Regions from separate parts of the Gossypium hirsutum genome. Here region 2 is linked to region 1. A link is a contact called in public Hi-C data. All regions are on one chromosome and are shown on one strand. Each heading gives the region's core, a stretch centred on a gene start, on an enhancer-like site or on the middle of the called end of the contact. The rest is flanking DNA. Distances are from core to core; before and after follow the strand shown.

What was found. A called contact is a pair of places that touch in the nucleus more often than the background predicts.
Region 2: a Hi-C map of leaf shows a contact between it and region 1, with 1.9 times the contacts expected there. The contact joins two enhancer-like sites. A contact is called at or near these places in 8 of 34 Hi-C or Micro-C datasets (all in leaf).

What each region holds. Positions count from the first base shown.
Region 1 is chrA03:1,887,059-1,893,657 of Gossypium_hirsutum_v2.1, forward strand. It overlaps the pseudogene LOC121223578. Among protein-coding and RNA genes, the nearest start is that of LOC121223575, 4.7 kb to the left of the region's middle. Within about 2 kb of position 3,668, at least 4 of the 9 cell types and tissues checked have an H3K27ac peak or open chromatin away from gene starts, as enhancers often do. A contact at or near this core is called in leaf, where this site is marked.
Region 2 is chrA03:1,974,827-1,980,710 of Gossypium_hirsutum_v2.1, forward strand. No RefSeq gene overlaps it. Among protein-coding and RNA genes, the nearest start is that of LOC121223593, 12 kb to the right of the region's middle. Within about 2 kb of position 3,870, at least 4 of the 9 cell types and tissues checked have an H3K27ac peak or open chromatin away from gene starts, as enhancers often do. A contact at or near this core is called in leaf, where this site is marked.

The sequences.
Region 1 (6,599 bases), core at 2,418-4,917:
AATTTAATGTGTCAAACATATTATCGCATGTGTAATGTTATATCCATTTTGATATTGTCATATATAAATCGCAAAAAATTAGTTAATGGATTTAACAACTTTCATTTGCATTAAAATTGAAAATTTGAAATTTAGAAAATATGGCCACTAAAAATTATCCAATTGGTGAACATAGACTAATCTATAACTTTACACATAATACAAGATCAATGACATAATTTAAGCAGATAGATTTAACTGCTATACCATTGGATGAAGACTAAAATTCTAACATTCAAAAAATATAAAGATTAAAATTGATCAAATTAAAATATATGTACTAAATATACAATTTACATAAAATACAAGATTTAATAACATAATTTGACCTATATAATTATCACTTAGGTTTTGCCAAACATACCAAAAAACAACACAACTTAAAAAAATAAAATGCTCTTCTGTTTTCGTGATTTGTGTAACATAGGGGACATAAATCAGAATTAAACCGAGTAATTCCTCTTTTGATAAGCTCAATTATAGTGTGAATTGTACCTCATAATAGTCGCCAAACGAACATCTCAATATTAGGGTGGAACATCCCACATTCCAAATCAAATTTCAGTAGGATTTTCCATCGTCACTAATCCCAAGAACATAATAAAAAAACACACTTTCCATATTTGGATCCATCCGCAGCATTAAACAGAAAAGTGTCGAATGTAAATATTAAAATTTCAAAAGCTTAAAATTTTGTTGTAGAGTAATCTATGTTTTTTTTTTATATTTGTTGTAGAGTAATATATGTTTTTTTTATATGACTTTTAAATTAAGTATGTTAAGTAATTTTTTGTTGTGTCTTATTAGAAGAAATAATCAAATATTTATATATATGACTACCGTTCATAAAATTGACGTTCTTAATAGACTTTATGCATGCAAGACATATATTCTGCTCTGGTTATCTATTGGACTTCGTGACTCTCACATATGAACTTCTTAAATATATGCGACCTGATATTACAAGTTCTTTTGCGAACTTTCGAGTCGCAAGTGGTTGACCCGGAACTTATTTGGTTCTCGGGATGTTCATCATAACTACCTAACAAAATATATTATAGTGATTAAGTAATTCTTTTTTGGGTGTGTAGTTTGTAATTCGTCACTATAAATACATCCATCAACCTTTGCTCTCCTTGTGTCGTCATCACTCTCTTTTCTCTCCGATCTGCCACCCTTTTTCACCTTGTATCAACCAATGACCCTTCCTACAACACAAGGGCAAACCGTCCCCGATGCCTGGGACTACAAGGGCCATCCCGTCGACCGGTCCAAATCCGGCGGTTGGACCAGCGCCGCCATGATTCTAGGTTCATCTTTCATCAACCCTCCTTATTGTCCCTCTTTAGCTTTGGTTTTGGTCTAAACAATGGGATCTCAATATATATCCTTTTTCTCTATGTATCTATCTATCTAAGGTGTTGAGGCATGTGAGAGGTTAACAACATTAGGAATCGCTGTTAACTTGGTGACATACTTGACGGAAACCATGCATTTAGGCAATGCTACATCAGCCAACATCGTTACCAATTTCTTCGGCACATCTTTCATGCTTTGTCTACTCGGTGGTTTCATCGCTGACACCTTCCTCGGCAGGTCTCTCCAATATACTTCGATAATTTCTAGTATACTTTTCCCATGCACGTATCACTTTATAACATTATTCATCTTCAAATCCACAGATATTTCACCATCGGAATCTTCACCGCCGTTCAAGCAACAGTAAGATAATATTCATTTTCCTTTTGACTTAAAATCATCATCTTCACTTAGCAATTGAAAATCATTTGCATAATCGTTTGCAGGGTGTCACCATCTTAACAGTCTCCACAATAATCCCAACCCTAAGGCCACCAAAGTGTAACTGGGAGGATATCACCACGATTTGCACCCCAGCAAGCGGCATACAACTCTCTGTTCTTTACTTAGCCCTATACCTCACAGCCCTTGGGACTGGGGGTCTAAAATCGAGCGTTTCCGGGTTCGGGTCGGACCAATTCGATGATACGGATCCTGAAGAGAGATCCCAGATGAGCAACTTCTTCAATTGGTTCTTTTTCTTCATAAGCTTAGGTTCACTTTGTTCAGTCACCATTTTAGTTTACATCCAAGACAATTTAGGGCGTGATTGGGGTTACTGCATTATTGCTTGCGCTATTGTGATAGGGTTAGTGGTGTTTCTATCGGGTACAAAGCGATACAGGTTTAAGAAACTAGTGGGAAGCCCATTGACCCAAATTGCTGCAGTGTTCGTAGCTGCTTGGAGGAAGAAGCATTTGAAGTTGGCATCGGATCCATCTTCGCTCTTCAATATTGATGATGCAGCTGAGGGATTAATGATGAAGAAGCAGCAAAAATTGCCACACACCAAACAGTTCCGGTTAGTCTTCTATTCAAAAACCAATATTTTTTTATGGTTACAAATATCTCTTTAATGCAGTACTTAAACACTACCATTAAAACTAATAGTCTTGAAATCATTACTATTACGAAGGTTTATCTTAATATCATCTTATCCGAATAAAATTATTATTAAATTGTAAATCAAACGAGGATACCCACAATTATTAAACAAAATATTACAATTAATCCACTCAGGGCGAAGTTAGGCTTTGTTAGCTAAGGAACATAATATCCCTTTTAGTCCCTTTTGATTATGAGATGTTCAATTTAAGTTTTTTTCAACAATTTTTTTAACTTTCACCTCCCAAACTTTTGCCCCTGAATCAACCATTCTCTACCACCATGCGTCCAAAGGCATCTTAAGCAACGCAAAGACTAGAAAACAGGTTATTGATTTTCAATCTGGAATTAGTTTACCTTAAAAAAGTAGTATACCATAAATCAACGGAAATGGGACAAAAAATATTGATGTTAATTCCCAATAATTTTAATTAAAAAAAATAGAGTAAACCACTCAAATTGTTTTATTTTGGTCACCCAATTTTTTTTATTAATTTAGTCTCTCCCGTTAAGTTAATTTTCTATTTTAGTCACTCCACTATTAAAATGCATTAGTCGCCATACGAAATGATAACGTGGCCAGCTTTTGATTGATATAATAACATATTTAGCCCTTAATATTTTACACTTTTTATCACGTCTGTCCTAATTCGAAAAGAATCAACAAATTTAACCTAAATGTTTACACATTCCTTTACTTTAATCTTTATTTTTTAAATTCATAAAAATTATAATTACAATAAATAAATATATAAAATACATAAAATTTTCAAAAAAATAAAATTAAAAAGACTTTATAAAATAGATTAAAATTCTAAAAATAATTCAAAAATAATTTATAAATATAATAAAATTTATATTTTTTTTCTATAAAGATAAGCTCAAGAAAATTATAATAATTTAAAAATATTTTTTACAAAAAAAGTATAATAATAAATTTAAAAACTGAAAAAATAACTAAATTATGAAAAATAAAAAGAATATAATAATTTATATATTAGAATTTTTTAAAAAATTTAAAATTATTTTCTCACAAAATAAAAAATTATAATTTTTAAAAATTTTAAAATAATTTTTTAATATAAAGCTTCAAAATTCTATCATGTTAGCACCAGTCAACTACTAGTTAATGCTGGCCAATGACTAGTCAATGATGATCAATGTAGTCAACAGTTAGTCTTGTTGACCGGCATTGATTGGCTGTTAACCTAAAAATATTTTCAAGCTTCATATTAGAAAATTATTTTGAAAATTTTGCGAGGAAAATATTTTTTGGATTTTGAAAAAAATTCTAATATATAAATTTTTATATTCTTTTTTATTTTTCATAATTCAATCCCCTTTTCAATTTTTAAAATTTTGTTATACTTTTTTGTATCAAATATTTTTTAAATTATTGCAATTTTTTAGAGCTTATATATAAAGACAAAAAAAACTAAATTTTATTATGTTTTGATTTTATAAATTATTTTTATATTTTTTTATATTTTTAAAGTTTTTAATCTATTTTTTCATGTACTTAAAAATTTAAATTTTATTTTTGAATATTTATATATATATATAAAATATTTAAAAATATAAAATTTATATATCAAACACTTGTAAAGAAAATTATACATAAAATATTATTTTTTCTAGTATTTATATTTATTTGGCAACCCTATCTCACTTCAGGACAAAGATATTTATATCAATTGTCCAATTCATGAATCCAAAGACAACCCTCTATTTGTTTTTGGCTTCTTCTATCTTTGCCTTTTTAGTCTCAGATTCAAATCAAAGTTAATTTTATGAAACCAGAAATGTAATTCGACAAACATGTCTGACAGTCATTTTTTATGTCCTCGATTCAATTGAAAAACAAAACACAGGCAACAAATTTTATACCATAAAATATTTATGTGGGTGTTTAAGGAATTAAAAAACAGGGGGGATCATGTATATGAATTGACAATGAATTTATTATTATTATTGGCTACTTTTTTTTTATTGGTTTCGAATTGTGTACAGTTTCTTGGATAGGGCAGTTATCGAGGACCCATCTGTTATAAACGCAAATAAATGGAACTTTAGCTACTTTAACAGATGTTGAAGAAGTGAAATTGGTGCTAAGAATGTTACCTATATGGGCAACCACTATCATATTTTGGACCGTTTATGCCCAAATGTCAACATTTTCAGTGTCTCAAGCCACAACCATGGACCGTCATATAGGCAAATTTCAAATCCCACCAGCATCACTCACGGTGTTCTTCGTGGGAGCCATTCTCTTGACGGTCCCAATTTACGATAGGCTTATCGTCCCAATCGCTAGAATAGTACTCAAAAACCCGCAAGGCTTAACCCCTTTGCAAAGGATCCCCGTTGGCTTAGTTTTATCCATTATAGCAATGGTAGGAGCAGCATTGACCGAGATAAAGCGGTTGAGAGCGGCAACCAGGAACGGTCTTACGAACAACCCCACGGCTCCAATCCCATTAAGTGTCTTTTGGTTGGTCCCTCAGTTTCTGTTTGTAGGGGCTGGTGAAGCCTTTACATACATAGGTCAACTTGATTTTTTCTTAAGGGAGTGTCCAAAAGGGATGAAAACAATGAGTACGGGTTTATTTCTGAGTACACTTTCACTAGGGTTTTTCCTTAGTTCTTTGTTGGTTACTATAGTTGACAAGGTCACTCGAAACAACCATCCATGGCTGCCAGACAATTTGAACCAAGGGAGACTCTACAATTTCTATTGGCTTTTGGTAATTCTAAGTTGTTTGAATTTGGCAGTTTATTTGATTTTTGCTAAATGGTATGTGTATAAGGATAAGAGACTTGCTGATGAAGGGATTGAATTAGAGGATTCAGAACCTGCCTTCCACTAAATTAAGTAGGTTTCATTAAGACTTTGTGTTTGTAACTTTGTATAATTACTATGTTCATTTCATTGTTGACTCTGTTGGAGAGAATTCTAGAGATGGTGATGGTGAAGGGAAGAGATATTCAAGATGAAATGAAATTTCAATTTTATTTTTTCACGTCATATTCTCTTACAATCTTCTTCTACATTCTCACAATGGCTCATCACTTATAATTGCTACAAGTGACTTAATTTTTTTACGCATGCATCTTAATGTGACTCTTGATCTACTATATTCATGCATCTTAGATAAGTACATTAATGTATATATGTTAATTAAATGACTACTAGATTCCCTAGATTCATCCATCTTATTCACTTTGATTAAATACAGCATTGATGACATCATATTTTCTGATAGCCAAGTTGTAATTATTTCAATAAAAAATGTTTGTACGAGCTTTTCAAATTTCACTTTTGTTAATAGTTTTCTGTAATGACCTGGTTTCCAGTTGTGTCAAAAAAATACAATTTTGAAATCTTATATCCGTAAACTAAGTCCGTAAAATAAGGATAATCACGGAGTTAGGGTATTGATGAATTGAATTTTAGATAAATAATTTAGTCGAATTAGTGATTAGTTAAGGTTCAGGGACTAAATTGTACAAGTTTAATTGCTATAGATTTTTAATTAAAAATGGTTTGGGGACCCAAATTACAATTAACCAAAGGTCCAAAATGAAAATTAGGCCATGTTAAAATAAGACTTAATGGACGCTATAATGATGATAAATTAATTAAGTAAACTAATTTAATTAACTAATTTAATTAAGTTTAGTTAAGGAGTAAACCTAGTATAAATAGCAAATCGTGGATGGAAAGATGAAACTTCATCTTCTCTACCGTCCATCACTTAAAACAAAAGGAGAAAAACTCCATGTTTACAACATACATTCGACCCTACATTAGGTAAGTAATTCAAGTTCTTTTCTTGTAATTTTATATTTTGAGGTCATAGGAATTTGATTTAGCTTGCCATGTAGTAACTTGTAAAACTATTAAATTTTTAGAATGTTTTCATTGTTGAGAATCGAAAGTTCTAGGTGTTAATTTGATAGAAATTAAGCTTAGTTTAAGAAAAAGACTAAATTGTAAAGCATAATTGACAGCTTTGTATATTAGGATTAAATTGAATAAAATGTAAAATTGTAACACCCCAAACCTAGCCTAGATGTTAAGTCGGATTATCAAGGTC
Region 2 (5,884 bases), core at 2,620-5,119, 88 kb after region 1:
CTAATTCACATCTTTGCTGAAAGAATTTCTTTTGTAATTCCTTACACAAGGATTCAGAAAATACTGGATCCCCGCCTACACAAGAAAATTGTTGATAAAACTCCAAAAATATATATAATAAATAAACATGTCAATTTTTACCTAAACATTAAAATCTATTTTAGTTAATTAACTCAAATTTCGACTACCCAAATTCACTTAATCTAAATTTAAAATATTCAAATTCAAAATAACTCAATCAAATAATCTAAAATTACCCAACCAAAGTACTTTTCAATTTCTGTGAATCACCCAATCAACATACACACATACTAAACCTGATCACCTAGAAATGATTGAGAGACTGATGCTTGGTCCAAAAAGGCTTCAGGCTTTGTTTTCCACCAAAGATGGCTTTTTAAGGGATCAAACTCAGATCATTGAAAGCTCAGTTAAAAAAAAAAAAGAAACTCAAAAAGCACACATATGCAAATGTCCCGCAACTCGACAAACGCCAATAACAGCGATAACTTCAAAGGAAAGGAAAGCCAGTCTATCATATTCAACAGCAACCTCCAATCTCTAGTCAACCACACATCTTGAAACCGGCCATCATCAGTTCAATCTTAAATGCAGGCGTTGTAATAACATTGTCCATGAAATCGACCATCTTAATTTCTATGGTAGGACCCTTAAAAAGGAAGTGGGTTTGAGCTAGACTTGTCAATGCGTGTGTCAGGCTAGTTTTAGATCATGTCAATTTAGATAGGTTCATTTTCAATTATTTGAGTTCTTTAGGTTTAGGATTGTGTTGGATTCACATTTTTAATGTTTTAAGGTTTGAAGTTTTTTAAGTCCATCATTTTAAGTTTTTTGTCTAAATTATTTTGAAATTAAGTTGTTTAGAGTTTAAATCATTTTAAGTTTAGAGTCATGTCGTTTTAGATTTTTTTTATTTGAATCATTTCGAAATTAGATTATTTAGAGTCTAAATCATTTTGAGTTTGTACTGCTTTGATCATTTTTCTATTTTTAGTTGGAGTCTATTTAGGTCGGATAGGATAAATTTGATTATTGACATTTTATAATTAAATTGAATTTAAATTGATCAGATTAAATTTCAAAATCAAATTAAAATTATCTTAATTTAATGCTTTGGTACTATAAAGTGAAAATAGTTGTACATAGTAAAGCATATTAGAAAGAGCAATGTCATTGCCATTTCATTGAATAGTAAAAGCATATTAAGAACATGGAAACAATAATGATAAGAATCACTTTAAGACTTACCAATCCAATGTTTTACTTTGAGCCTCAATCAAATCTTCTACCTACCCCACAAAGAGCTCTATAAAACAAAAGAAGAGGCATTAGACCTGTTTCTATCAAGGCAAGTTATATAAATTCATCAATAGATACAACATCAATGTTGCAACTAACAATTTTTATAGCCGAAGTCAGCATTAGTCCACTAAGTAGTATGATGTTACAGTTAGTTCTCTAGTGACTGAGGCCTTTTTAGAATGAGTGGTAAGGAATTTGATAATTAAATAATGTAAAAGGTTTAAGTCTTGTGGATAGAGAATATAATGTTGATGAGTTTTATTTTCTATTTAAGAGTTTGACTCGACTAAACTTCAAATTTAATTAAGATCTAATGTAATTACTAAATACAAGAAATCTTAAAAAAAATAAAAGAAAACAGTCGGCTAGACAACAAACAGTACACCACCCTATAAGATAAGCTTCTTGACAAGCAAAAAGAAAATCTTGGGTGAATGATTGAGCTATAACCCACTTTAGAATTGTTTTTTTTTCTTTTCCATCTCTAAGTTTAGCAACTTTTTAATATGGAAGCATCAAAGAAGATTTGTTTAATGGATATAAAAGCCAGTGGGAAATCAATGAAGCATGAAGAAACAATAGTGAGCTTTGTACCATATGTGCAAACAAACCCTTTTCTTTGATTGACCAAATCATTAACTTTTTCACCTTTCCTTTGTTTGTCTTTGCTCTTTCCCTTTTGGCTAATCAATCATTAGAGAACAATTTATCTCCTTAAATTATGAACCTATTAAACACTAGGAAGTGCCCTCCAAGCTTTAATCTAATATAATATCTAATAGCATGGTCCCTAATAATAGCAGCATTGCCTTCCCAACTATGCCAAAGTCAAACATGTATACCTAAAAAGATCATCGTTGTTCAACCAAAAATCAATCCATGATTGGAATTAGAGGGTAATTACTTTATCAACATTGTTTTGATACAATTAAATTTAGAATCAAGTTAGATTGAACTTTTAAATTGGGGTAAAATTCTTTTTGGCTCTATTTTTTCAATCCACAAAACTTCAACTCAAAACTTTATTTAAAAGGCACCGAACTTTGTGCCACTCACCCCACCATCATTAGTGGAAATTGTTTCCTTTTGGCACTAGTATCCTCAATTTGGAATAGAAAAAGTAAATCATAGTCCTAGGTAATCTCTACATAAAAAATGCATCGTGCAAATTAAAACTAGTTGGCCAATCGTGCATTAAGAATAGGGAAAGATGATTAAACAGCTAAGATTCAAATTTCAGTTTCTTTGATAATAAGGGCACCAATCACGCCAACATTTTCTTGGCATCACTATCCAAAGATCAGGATGCAATCAAGATGTATTAGATTCTTTTGAGCATATGAATAGTTATATGCTTTTACCCTCCAATCCAAGAAAAAGGCTTTGGAAAGAAGTATCACCTAATAATCACATTTCAACAAAAACTTTGACTTTCACCTAAAGCAATCTCCTAAAAATCTTTGAGGTCATTATTGAATGATCCAATGGTTTATTAAAAAAATTCCTAGTACTTTATTCATTTGTTTATAAGAATTGACAACATCATAGCAACGTGATTCTGCCTATGCAGATAGACAATGTCATTGAAAATTAACAATATGTAGGCAGAAACTTAGAGCAATCTCCATCATTTTGTCAGTCCTAAAACATAAAAACCTATGCTGAAGACATTTGATATCATGAGATCAATGGAAAGTTCATTCTTCGATACGAAGAATGGGCTTAATTGAACTTTTAGATAAAACCTTTACAATGTGCACTTGTAGTTGACTATCTTCTGCGTTAGCATTGGCCCAAGGATAGCCCAATATATTAGTGATTCTTTTTGCAAGGCCCATGAGTAACTTTTACATGTCTATTTGCATAACTGAGCTGAAAGTTGAGAATAGAAAAAAGAAAATTTAGGTATAAAGTACTATAAAATTCTTGAATTTTGTAATTTTTCAATTTGGTCCCTGAATTTTTTTGTCCACATTAATATTAAAACTTGATAAATTTTATATGATACTATCAGAAATTGAGAGGAAGAAAAAAAATGAAAACTTTCGTATATTAAGTTTTGTAGTTGAAAACAAGAGAAATCTATGTCTTCGGAATTTTCAAAAAAGAAACGAACAAAAGAGCGAACTTTTTCTTTCAAGGAAAAAGACCAAAACATTTTTTGTGTGGGGATGAAAGAGTGTTTCTTCAAATATGGGAAGAGAGAAGACGAAGCTCTACCTTTTTTTATGGGGTAACTGAACTTTTTAATTAAGGAGGAATAAATGTGGTTTCAACATAATATTGTAATAGGAAAGACAAAGAGGTTAGAAGTTTGATTACTACTCAAAAGGCATGAATTACATTTCATGATTATTCGTTTATCTTTTCGAAATGCATCCATAATGAAGAAAACAGATACTACTACTGATGATGAATACATTAATTTGATCCAGAAGATAAAAGCGATGAATTGCTTAATCATATTAGAGATAAAAGTTTATACTAATAACGTAAAAGGCCCACATTTAACCGAAGTTGGCACTGGTTTATTGGTAAGAATGGTTTGTGTTCACTGCATGATTATTGGATTGAGTTCCTTTAGTCACTCTTTTAACGAGCCCATAATTGCATATGGACCAAATGTGCCAATAAATTTTTTCTAAATTCTGTATTTTAAACTCACTACTTATTGATAGATTTATCTAAGGGCTAAATAATTTACTCAATAGTCCCGGTCTGATAAGGGTTGGACTTGAATAATGATTTTTATATTTTAAATTCGGTTACTCTGACCCGAATTCAATTTGAATAATAAAATATATTTTTAAAATTTAAATTTAATTATAAAAATATATAACTTAAAAAATATAATTTTTAATATCTTATTATTTTTTAAAATAGTTAAATGAACTTTTTGGATACATTGAGTCCATCCAAAAATAAACTTGGGTATGAACCAACCCTACATGACCCATCACACTAAATAAACTCATTTGAAAAGGGGGGCTCATTGCTTGTGGACCAAACGGGCCAATAAACTCACTCCAATTTTTGTATCTTATACTAACTAGCCGACTCATTTGGGCAAAACAGACCTAAAATTTGATTTTGAAGAAATGGAGAAACAAACAAGAAAAGAGAAGGATATTTAGGTTAAAGGATGATAAGCCCTTCCCAACTCACCCTTAGCCTTTTTACAGAACATTGTTATAATAGTACCGTTCTTAACATTTTTGGACCCTAGGTAAAATAATAAAATAGAGTTTTAGATTACTTAAAAGTTAGAGAAAAAATTTTAAGTCCTTTAAAAATTAGTAAAAATAAAATTAGCCCCTAAAAGTTAAAAAAAAATTTGAGACCCTGAGCGGCCGCACCTTCAGATGACCCCAAAAACGGACCTGATTAAAAAGCTAGTTTAATTTCTTAATATCCCTTTGCTCCAAAAGCTATTCTATTTTTATCCATTGCTATGTCATGGTGACACAAGATAGATACAAGAAAATGAGTTGAAAATTGGCAAGCAATCACTACAAATAATTATCTAAAACACACAAAAGCAGACCTTATCTTCCACTTCATTGCTAATATTATGGTCACATTAGGCCGTAGTAGCAATGAAGCAACTGAAATATTATAAGATCAATACACCTTGCAACATGTGTGCCATGCAATGATCTGGAGGGACAGCAAATCATGTTTAACTAAACCCCAAGTTACCAACAACATTGAACAAATTATTATATAAAAGCATATTTGTCACGCAAAGGTAATGGAACTAAAACCAACCATTTTAACTCCTTAAATCCAAACTCCATCATGTGAACAATATTTGATTACATACACATTTATGACCTGATTCTTAAATAAAATAATGCTTAGGAATTATATGTGCTTTGGTATTATTTCAAGTTCAGGTCATTTGAGTTTTTTGATCAAGTTTTTTGAGTTAGGTCATTTCAAGTTTTAATTATTTTAAGTTTACTTGTTCGGGTTATTTTGGGTTTAAGTTGGACATGTTGGAGTTATTGACTTTTTTTATGATCAAAATGAGTTAGAATGATTCAAATTAATTGAGTTGAATTTTAGGGGTTGAGTCGACATTGACAAGTCTAAGCGTATATATATCTATTTGGTGAATCATATAATGTAACATTATTAAAAATAAAGTTATTTTTATATAGGGATAAATCTCAAAGCTACACATGAACTTTGGTCAAATGTGCAATGTTATACATAAACTTTGATTTTATGCAATTCTATACATGAAATTTTGATTTAATTTAATTTCCACAAAATATTAACACAATTATCGATATAATACTATTTTATGTTTACATATTGCATATAAAAATAATTATATTTATCAAATATACAAACAAATCGATATATTTATTTATTTAAAAATGCATAACTAAATCAAAGTTAAAGTTTTGTGTATATATTTGAACCACAATCCGAGTTTTATGTATATAATTGCACCAAATTAAAGTTCATGTATAAAATTACTCATTAAACCGAAGTTTGTATATAATTTTAATATTTTATCTTGGATTTTAAAAACTATAACATCACAAAAAAA